Regions from separate parts of the Mustela erminea genome. Here region 2 is linked to region 1. Evidence: chromatin contacts called from public Hi-C data. All regions are on one chromosome and are shown on one strand. Each heading gives the region's core, a stretch centred on a gene start, on an enhancer-like site or on the middle of the called end of the contact. The rest is flanking DNA. Distances are from core to core; before and after follow the strand shown.

The links. A called contact is a pair of places that touch in the nucleus more often than the background predicts.
Region 2: a Hi-C map of spleen shows a contact between it and region 1, with 4 times the contacts expected there. The contact joins the promoter of BRCA2 here to the promoter of N4BP2L2 in region 1. A contact is called at or near these places in 2 of 3 Hi-C or Micro-C datasets (skeletal muscle and spleen).

What each region holds. Positions count from the first base shown.
Region 1 is chr15:72,460,389-72,464,527 of mMusErm1.Pri, forward strand. N4BP2L2 (NEDD4-binding protein 2-like 2) reads left to right here and starts at 1,930. Exons shown (of 9, transcript XM_032315418.1): 1 at 1,930-2,118; 2 at 3,549-4,139. The coding sequence starts at 3,549. It overlaps LOC116574605 (a long non-coding RNA gene), which reads right to left and starts at 1,842. Exons shown (of 4, transcript XR_004279389.1): 1 at 1,689-1,842.
Region 2 is chr15:72,637,591-72,641,729 of mMusErm1.Pri, forward strand. BRCA2 (breast cancer type 2 susceptibility protein) reads right to left here and starts at 2,319. Exons shown (of 27, transcript XM_032315410.1): 1 at 2,126-2,319; 2 at 1,305-1,410. The coding sequence starts at 1,371. It overlaps ZAR1L (ZAR1-like protein), which reads left to right and starts at 3,349. Exons shown (of 4, transcript XM_032315421.1): 1 at 3,349-4,139. The coding sequence starts at 4,031.

The DNA of each region.
Region 1 (4,139 bases), core at 680-3,179:
TTAACATAAACAATCATAAATTGGGTTGATAGTATGTACTCCTGCTACTATGTGATGAAAGTGACACTTTACCTCTGTGGTCTTCCCCTCAAAAACATAACCCCAGTCTAATCATGGGAAAATATCAGATAAATGAATTACAGTAAAAGGGCAGCCTACAAGATATCCACCAGTTCTCCCAAAATTGTTGAGGTCCTCAAAAACAGAGTCTGAAGAACTGTCAGAGCCAAGAAGAGCCTAAAGAGAAATGCCAACTCATGTAATATGTTATCCTGGAAGGGATACTGGAACAGAAAGGAGACTGGGTAAAAATTAAAGAAATCTAAATAACTATGGACTGTAATTTATGTGAATGCATTAATATTTGGTTCACTAATTGTAACAATGTATCATAATAAAGAGGTTAATAATAGGGGAAATAGGGGTAGGTGTGGTAAATGGGAACTGTGTACTACATCTACTCAGTTTTTCCGTGAATCTAAAACTATTCTCAAAATAGTCTAATATAACTAAATAAATAAATAATAAGACAGTAAAGGATTTTTTGATGGACATCTTGAACAAAAAGGAAAACATAAATTCATGCTGATAGTAAATAAGGATAGCTCTTCTTTATAGTAGCATTACCACTAATAAATGTGGAGGGCTTGAAGGAAATGGGAGGGGAAAAGCTAGCTTGTAACTCTCATTGTAAAGCTCGGTTGCAGCAAGGATCATCCAATGGAGATTGAACTACAAAGTAGAGTTTGATCAGGAGCAAGGTATTTGCTTGGTTTCAAAGTAGCTCTTCATAGATTGTGATTGTGAGTTGCACGGGATAAAATAAACAGTGGAGAAACTGGAAAGCACCTTGATAAAGTGATAAAGATTAATATCACCTTATAGTGGATTATAGTGGACAGACATCCTGAACCTCCAAATATAGATACCCTGAGAAAGACACAACTTCACTCACACGGTTGTTTCCACCGAGGAAGCATAACTTGGATCTAAGTACGAGGAAACATCAGAAAAGGTTGATGTGGGAATTTGTATTTGAGGAAGAGTCCTTCTTTATAAGAGGATGCATTGCTTTGGTCATAAGCCTAAAACCCTCTTGGTCACAAAGCTGTTCAATAATCAAATGCAAATATTCCAGACAGTTATTTTAACTGTTAAATTTATAACTGTTAAATTTATAACTGTTAAATTTATAACCTCAACAGAAAGATTCATTCCAATACCAAGACGTTAGCCGTTTACTTGTAGTGGCAAGAAAGAATGCAGAGGAGGGAGCGGACTTAGTACGGGGAGGTGGTGGAGGGATGGGACTCTGAGGTGAGGACCGTCGAGTTGTTTTTTTGGTTTTGCTTTGTTTTGTTTTAATCAGCTGCTGTTCTAAGTGCTTGTCATAAATTGACTCTTTAAGTGGGAAAGTTCAGTAGCTGGTCCTTGTTTCTCAAAACAAAACAACACAAATACGATAAGAAATAACTTTCTCTTAGTACCTAAGGCTCTGCTGCAGTGATTGCTTCCATGGACAGAAGAGACTGGAATTACTTAGTGGTTTTTTTGGAGAAACGCCAGCAACCCTACGTGGCGATACCAAATGCCGAGACCCCGTTGAAAAGCACGATTCTTTGTATCCTAGAAAGTCTTAAAAGCATGCACCGACAGCGGCTTATGTCTTTAGGGTGCCAGGCACTCACGTTCTCTTTCCTTTACGGATGAATCCCAGAGCAGGTCGCTGCCTTTTTTAGCCAAAGTTAACAGTTCTAAATAACTTCCCAGCTCCAAATCTAGGAACTAGTTAGGGTATACGTTGGTTAACGCTGCTGCGTCTTTCACGAAATGGATTCTGGGAGACCCAGTCTCCGAGCGCGGAGATTACCAGGCCCAGCGTGAACGCGGGACTTCAGTTCCCACAATGCCGAGCGCAAATCTGTAATTCCTGCCGGGGTAGCCGCGAGGTGGCAGCCATCTTGCGTACGGCGGTGCTGTTTCCCAGATGCCGAGGGTTTTGGTTTTTAGTTCCTCTGTGCTTTGGGGTGGTGTTTGTGCGTTGCTTTCACCTTTTCAGATGTTCGTGTCTTTCTAGACCACGATTTTATTGGGAGGTAGAAGCGAATGTAGTGTAAGGTGAGTACAGCTCCCATTTTAAGTAAGGGTGGGGTAGTGGTGGTGACGTTTTTCGGCTTCTCGTCTGTTCTTGGCTGGACCCTTTTGATGAGCCGTAAACGTGGAAGGCTGGAGTGAACCTTTGAGTCTAGGATATCTCTTGAATTCCTACACAGAACCTGAACGTGTCTCCGTTGGGAGAAAGGAGCTGGGTGACGCACTTTTGCCCGGGCCACCTTTGGAGGTCAGGAAGCCAGGGAACTAAGGCTGTGTATAGGCCACGCTCTGTTAATGCAGCCGTCTTGCGGTTCCTTGAGACTTTAATCGTATTCCGAATGAGGAAATGAGGAACCGAGAGGTGGTCGGAGGCGGGGTGGGGCGTTTCCGATAGGGCGGTGTTCTTTACAGTTGTGTTCCCCTCCCTCCAGTTTCTGTGGGCCTACCTGTATCATTGTCGGCTTCGTCTTTTTTGCCCTTTCCTTGTTCTGTCCTGTTGGAGGAGTTCCAGAGAGCGGGCAAAATGAAGTATTGAGTAAAACCGCATTTGGGATTGCACTTTTGAGGGCCCCTAAGAAATTTCAAGGGAAGCAGAATTTGTCTTTGAGATTGGCCAAGCATGTGGAAAAGATGAACGCGTTGATTTGGGGAGGTGTCAGATTTCTAAACATAATAGGACATATTTGAGTCATTCTTAGTGCAACTGAAGTTATTTTTTTCCTTTTAAATGAACGCAGTACACCCATTTGGAAACCACTTTTACTCTATTCACAGGAGTGGGGTCTGTAAAGTTTGGCATTTCAGTATCTAACGTTTGATTGGTAAGGAGATGCTGAGATTGGGAGCTGGGTGCATTTACTCGAAGGATATAGTGGTTTTAAACAAGAGTTTATGAAGACATTTATCACAACCAGTTTGGATAAGTGTCAGTTTGGCTGGCAGGTTTACTCTCCATATTAGTATAAAGTTGTGTATCTGTATCGTCAGAGTATATATTATTGATTCAATTTCCCAAGCTTAACTTAAATTCTTCAAGTTTCAGAAATGCGTCAGTCATTCAGGGATGCCTGGATGGCTTAGTTGGTTAAGCATCTGCCTTTGTTGGAGGTCTTGATCAGATCCTGGGTTGGAGTCCAGCATGGGCTCCTTGCTCAGAAGGAACCCTGCTTCTTCCTCTGCCTGCCACTCCCCCTGCTTGTGGTCTCTCTGACAAAAAAAATCTATTAAAAAATGCATCATTTGGAATAAATGTGAGATACATCTTTTTTTTTTTAAAGTGAGGTCCCACCCTTGAATCATCATAATAATACTTAAATAGTAAGTGGTTATAATAATTTTTGTATTTTGGGAAAATTTGCCATTTAAATGTCTTTTCTGTTTTCTTGTTTCTGAAAAACTTTTGTTTAGATTTTTAAAGTATTAGCTATTAATTACATGATTTATTTGGTCCTCAGATGCCTTATGGTGAAATTGAAGCGAAATCCTTGGATCATTGTGAAGAACTAACAGGTGAACCATGCTATAAAAAATTGAAGTCAGCTGAAGAGGCTTATGTTTTTTCTCATCATGGTACTGCTGATTTTCACAGAATCCAAGAGAAAGCTGGGAATGATTGGGTCCCTGTGACCATTGTTGATGTCAACGAACACAGTTATCTTCAGGAGGACAAAACCAAAATTACAAACTCGGTGAAACCTGTGCATGATGAGATGCCTGGCAATAATAGATCAGATGTTATTGAATCCATTGATACACAAATTTTACAGGATGCCAGTCCTGCATTGGTATCCAAAGATGATGAGATATATAGCACAAGTAAAGCATTTATAGGACCGATTTACAATCCCCCTGAGAAGAAGAAATACAGTGAAAGGAGAAATCATTCAGAAGCAGTCAGTGGTATAGATGGCAAAGGAGGACGAGAACAGAAACAGAACTTCAACTCTAAAAAATCAAAGCTTGACAACGAATTATTCCAGTTTTACAAGGAAATTGAAGAGCTTGAAAATGAAAAAGATGATCTGGAAGGCAGTTGTGAAGAACCT
Region 2 (4,139 bases), core at 1,069-3,568, 180 kb after region 1:
AAGAACAACTAATAAGTCATTTTGAGTTGGGTGATTTGGTAGACATTTTCTTAAAAATGAAGTAAGTCTGTCACCCAGAAAAGAGTTTGCTGTCAATGATAAAATGGAAGCTTTTATGTTTTTATTTTTTAAAAAATTTTAAAAGTAGTCTCCATGCCCAGTGCAGAGTCCAATGTGGGGCTTGAACTCATGACTCCGGTATTAAGGCCTGAGCTGAAATCAAGAGGTGGACGCTTAACTGAGCCCCCTAGATGCCCCCAAATAGGAGCTTTTAAAAGGGAATTAGAATTTTGTTAAAACTTTATGAGCCTCTGTAAACTTGGCATCTTCCTAATATTGAAAGACTTTTCTGGTGAGATTTTCTTAAAAAGTACCAAATGTACTTTTTATAGCTTAATACAATGTGTCAATACATGGAATATCAGTGTAATTCGGAACACTGACCTTTTCCCAATGATCAGTGCCTGATGTTACAGCATGGATAAACAATTTGTTCAAAGTGCAAGAAAGACTAATAGAATTAAATGTAACAAAGGGAAGGAAAAGATCATGATACCATTTCCAAATCCATACTGCAACTCTTAAAACTAACACTTGTCTAGTTCTGGTATATTATCAAAGATACCCACAGTTAACTGAAGACTATTAAAATACTCCTTTTTTTCAACTACATTGTTGTGGAGGGCTGGCTTTTCTTTATATACTTCTACCAAAACACTATACTGCAACAGATGAAATGCAGAAATTGGTATGAGGATTCAGCTATCTTCTACTAAGCCAGATATTACAGAGAACTGCAAAACTGTAAAACAGAGCCACTCTTTTTGGGAGAAAAGGTATTTTTCATAAAAATGTTCATTTGTGTTAATATGCAATGGATTTTTTATTTTTTAAGTGAATTAACACACATCTTTAAAAATTCTAAGTTTTAATTTCTATTTGGTAGCCTACATAAAACCTCTTTGGGGTCCTCAGTCATTTTCAAGAGTGTAAAGAGACTAAAGTTTGACAACTTCTAATATAAAGTAACATTACCAATTGCTAAAAGTTCTGTGCTTTAAAAACAGTACATTCTCCTGCTATCAAGAGGCCAGTACCTTCTTTATCCCCAGAGTTCTATAGTTATCATTTCGTTAACTGTAAATGATCACTTTCTTAACTGGATTTATGACCTCATACGAAACAGTTTACAGGAAAACAAAACGTTAGGTATTGGATTCCTCTAAGCAAGCAAGCACAGTTACATAGTTTTCTGAAAACATGTTCGCAACATAAATGATCCATGTATATAAACTTTGTAATACCTGCTTCATTGCACCGCGTCTTAAAAATTTCAAAAAAAGTCGGCCTCTCTTTGCATCCAATAGGCATTTTTATCTACAGAATTACTCCAACGCTAGGTAAATAACTCTGCAAAAGACAACACCAAAATACACTTCACAGTGATGCAGTCCTTGTTAACCGACTCTGAAGTAAAAATCAAAAGGTAAACTTGCCTGAAGTTATATTGTTTATTGACTTCAGTCCCATCTTTCCGGACAATAATCAAACTTATTGCGATGATGGGAGCATTCTATATTTGTGCTGTGCAATACAGTGACCACTATCCCCATTAAGCATTTGAAATGCGGCAAGTAGGACTCAGAACAGAATTCTAAATATTTAATTTTAATTAACTAGTCACGTGTGGCTAGAGGGTGCACAGCCAACGAGGGGTCCTATTAAGAGATAAATATCTTTAGACAATGTCACATCAGTAAATTTTCATAATACAACAATTCCCTGGGGGTTAAGTAAGGCCGATACAGTGTGTCAGGCGCTGTGAAACATCTTCTAAAATTACAATATTCCGTTAAAGTCACTTCATCGTATTTCCAACTAAGGAGATTTCAGAGTGGGACATCTAGGGCAGCTCAGGGGCAAACCCTGGGCGGCGGGCGGGGTGCAAAGTTGGGAAGCGGAATTCCAGGGAAGGGGCGGAGCTCGCGGCTGGCAGAGACCGCCAGCGGCAGGAGACCGTCAGCGTCTGGAGGCCGCGGCTCCCACCCAGGGAAGGGGAGGCGGTCCCCCACAGCCCCACACCGCGGGCGACAGGCCTGTCGGTCTCCACCCGGCCGACACTAACCGCCTCCGGAGGTGCCGCTCTTTTTGGCCGGAGAAGGCTGACAAAAACCGCGCCGGCACTTCGATCAGAAAGCTGACCCGCTGGCTCCTTTCTGCGACGATCCACGGCTGCGCCGAGCCCCAGCAGCTCCGCCTCCGCCGATCTTATTTCAGACTCTCGCGCCAAAAGCCCGCTCTCCCGACACGTCGCGCGGTGACGCCGTGACGTAACACGCAGCGTGCGTGCGACCCGGAAGTCAGGTTCCGGGAGCGCGGCTGGCGCATCTGTGTGGCGGAAGCCAAGTCGTTGTTGGACCGCTGGGCAGTCGGCCCGGAACCGCGTGAAGAGAGAGCTGGGTTGTTTGTTCTGTTTCCCCGGAGCCTTCGGTGTACAAGGCGTCGCTCCTGCCCGTGACCGCCCATTGTGTATACTCCTCGACTCCTCCCCCTTCTCTCTGCTCCACCTCACGTTTGGGTGGCAGCCAGGGGACGGCCTGGGGTCTTTGAAAGACCTTTGTTTGCCCTTAGAGAGGACGGTCCCCCAAAGTGGTCCGTGGTTGTAGCTGACTGACTGCCCTGCTGCGTGCTCTCTACAGAGTGGAAAGGGATGAGATTTGAAGCCAGAGGACTTAAGTTCTAGCCCGCGTGTTGCTCCTAGGTAGCAAGTTTTCAAGCCCTCCAAGCCTGTTTGCCCGCCCCCTTTATAAAAATTGTGAAACCACGTTCACTCTCTACTCTAACACTCACAACCCTCTGCAGGCTTCCGTAGCATCCTTTACATTCTCGGGGTGGCAATCATCTCGTTCTGTGCCTGTCTTCTCTCCAAGTCGCCCTGGGAAAAGGGCACCTGTCCTCATTCACAGGGTCCGTGACCTGCGCAGCAAGAGCCGTAATTCAGATTTGTTGTATAACCGAGAAAGCTTTCAACTGGTGTGGAGAGAGCTGCTCATAGACCTTGCTGCTTCCAGAAAGCTCTTGAGCAAGTAAACAGCGAAACAACCTTGGATTAGTAAAAGGGTGGGCTCTACGTGGTTATATAGGAGTCATTTTAGTTTGATCATAGTCTTGAGCTTTAAGCAGGAAGCCTTACCAATACAGATACTAAAGCTTGTGATAGTTAACACTTACTGAACACTTAAATCTTACAATCATGTATATTAGTACTGTCAGCTGGGGAAACCAAATCACCTGGTTAAGTAACTTGTCTGGTAACAAGGCCATGGTGTCAATTCAAGTCCCTTTGATTTCAGACACTAAACCCATGGTTAAGTTTCTGTTTACCCTCTAGATCAAAATAATTGGCTTTTTTCACCTTTTTGGGGAGAGGGATCCTCCTCACTAGGAGTGAATTAATGAGATCTGTTGGCACGCCCTACAACCCTCTGAAATACATTTTCTCATAATATATATAACACCCCCCCAATGCTCCTTGCTTCTGTGGTTCTGGGATCTTTACATTAATTAGCTCTGCCTCAGTATACTTACGTCCTTATATTCTTCTAGTTTGCTGCTCAGATAAATTATTATTTGTATTTGATTTAGTATATGCTTTAAAACAGGATCTCTAAAATAGTTACTATAGGATACATGAGTGACTTGCTAACGAAAGCATGTGTATGAATAAGAAGTCAGAAATGAAAAACAGCTTTGAAGAAGATTCAGGAACAGTGAATTGAAGAGATAGGGAAGAGCAATTAGGAATCAGGTGGAAATTAGACCTCTGTAGACAGGTAGATTGCCTGTCCTTTAATTAGGATAATAGGCAGCAGCTTCCATCAGGATTTGAAATAAAGGGAGAAACTTGGAATGAACCAACACTAACTTGATCAGGGGAAAAAGAAAGGGGGGTGGATGAAGGTGGAAGGCAAAACAAGGAGACAAACAAACCCTCTTCAGGGATATTGTGCTGTGCCTGGCCACCAGGCGGATGGAGCGCTTTGTCCGTGTTCCGTATGGCTTGTACCAGGGCTATGGGAATCCAATGCCTTTGGGCCATCCCGGACTCTCTGAACACAAACAGCCTGATTGGAGGCCAA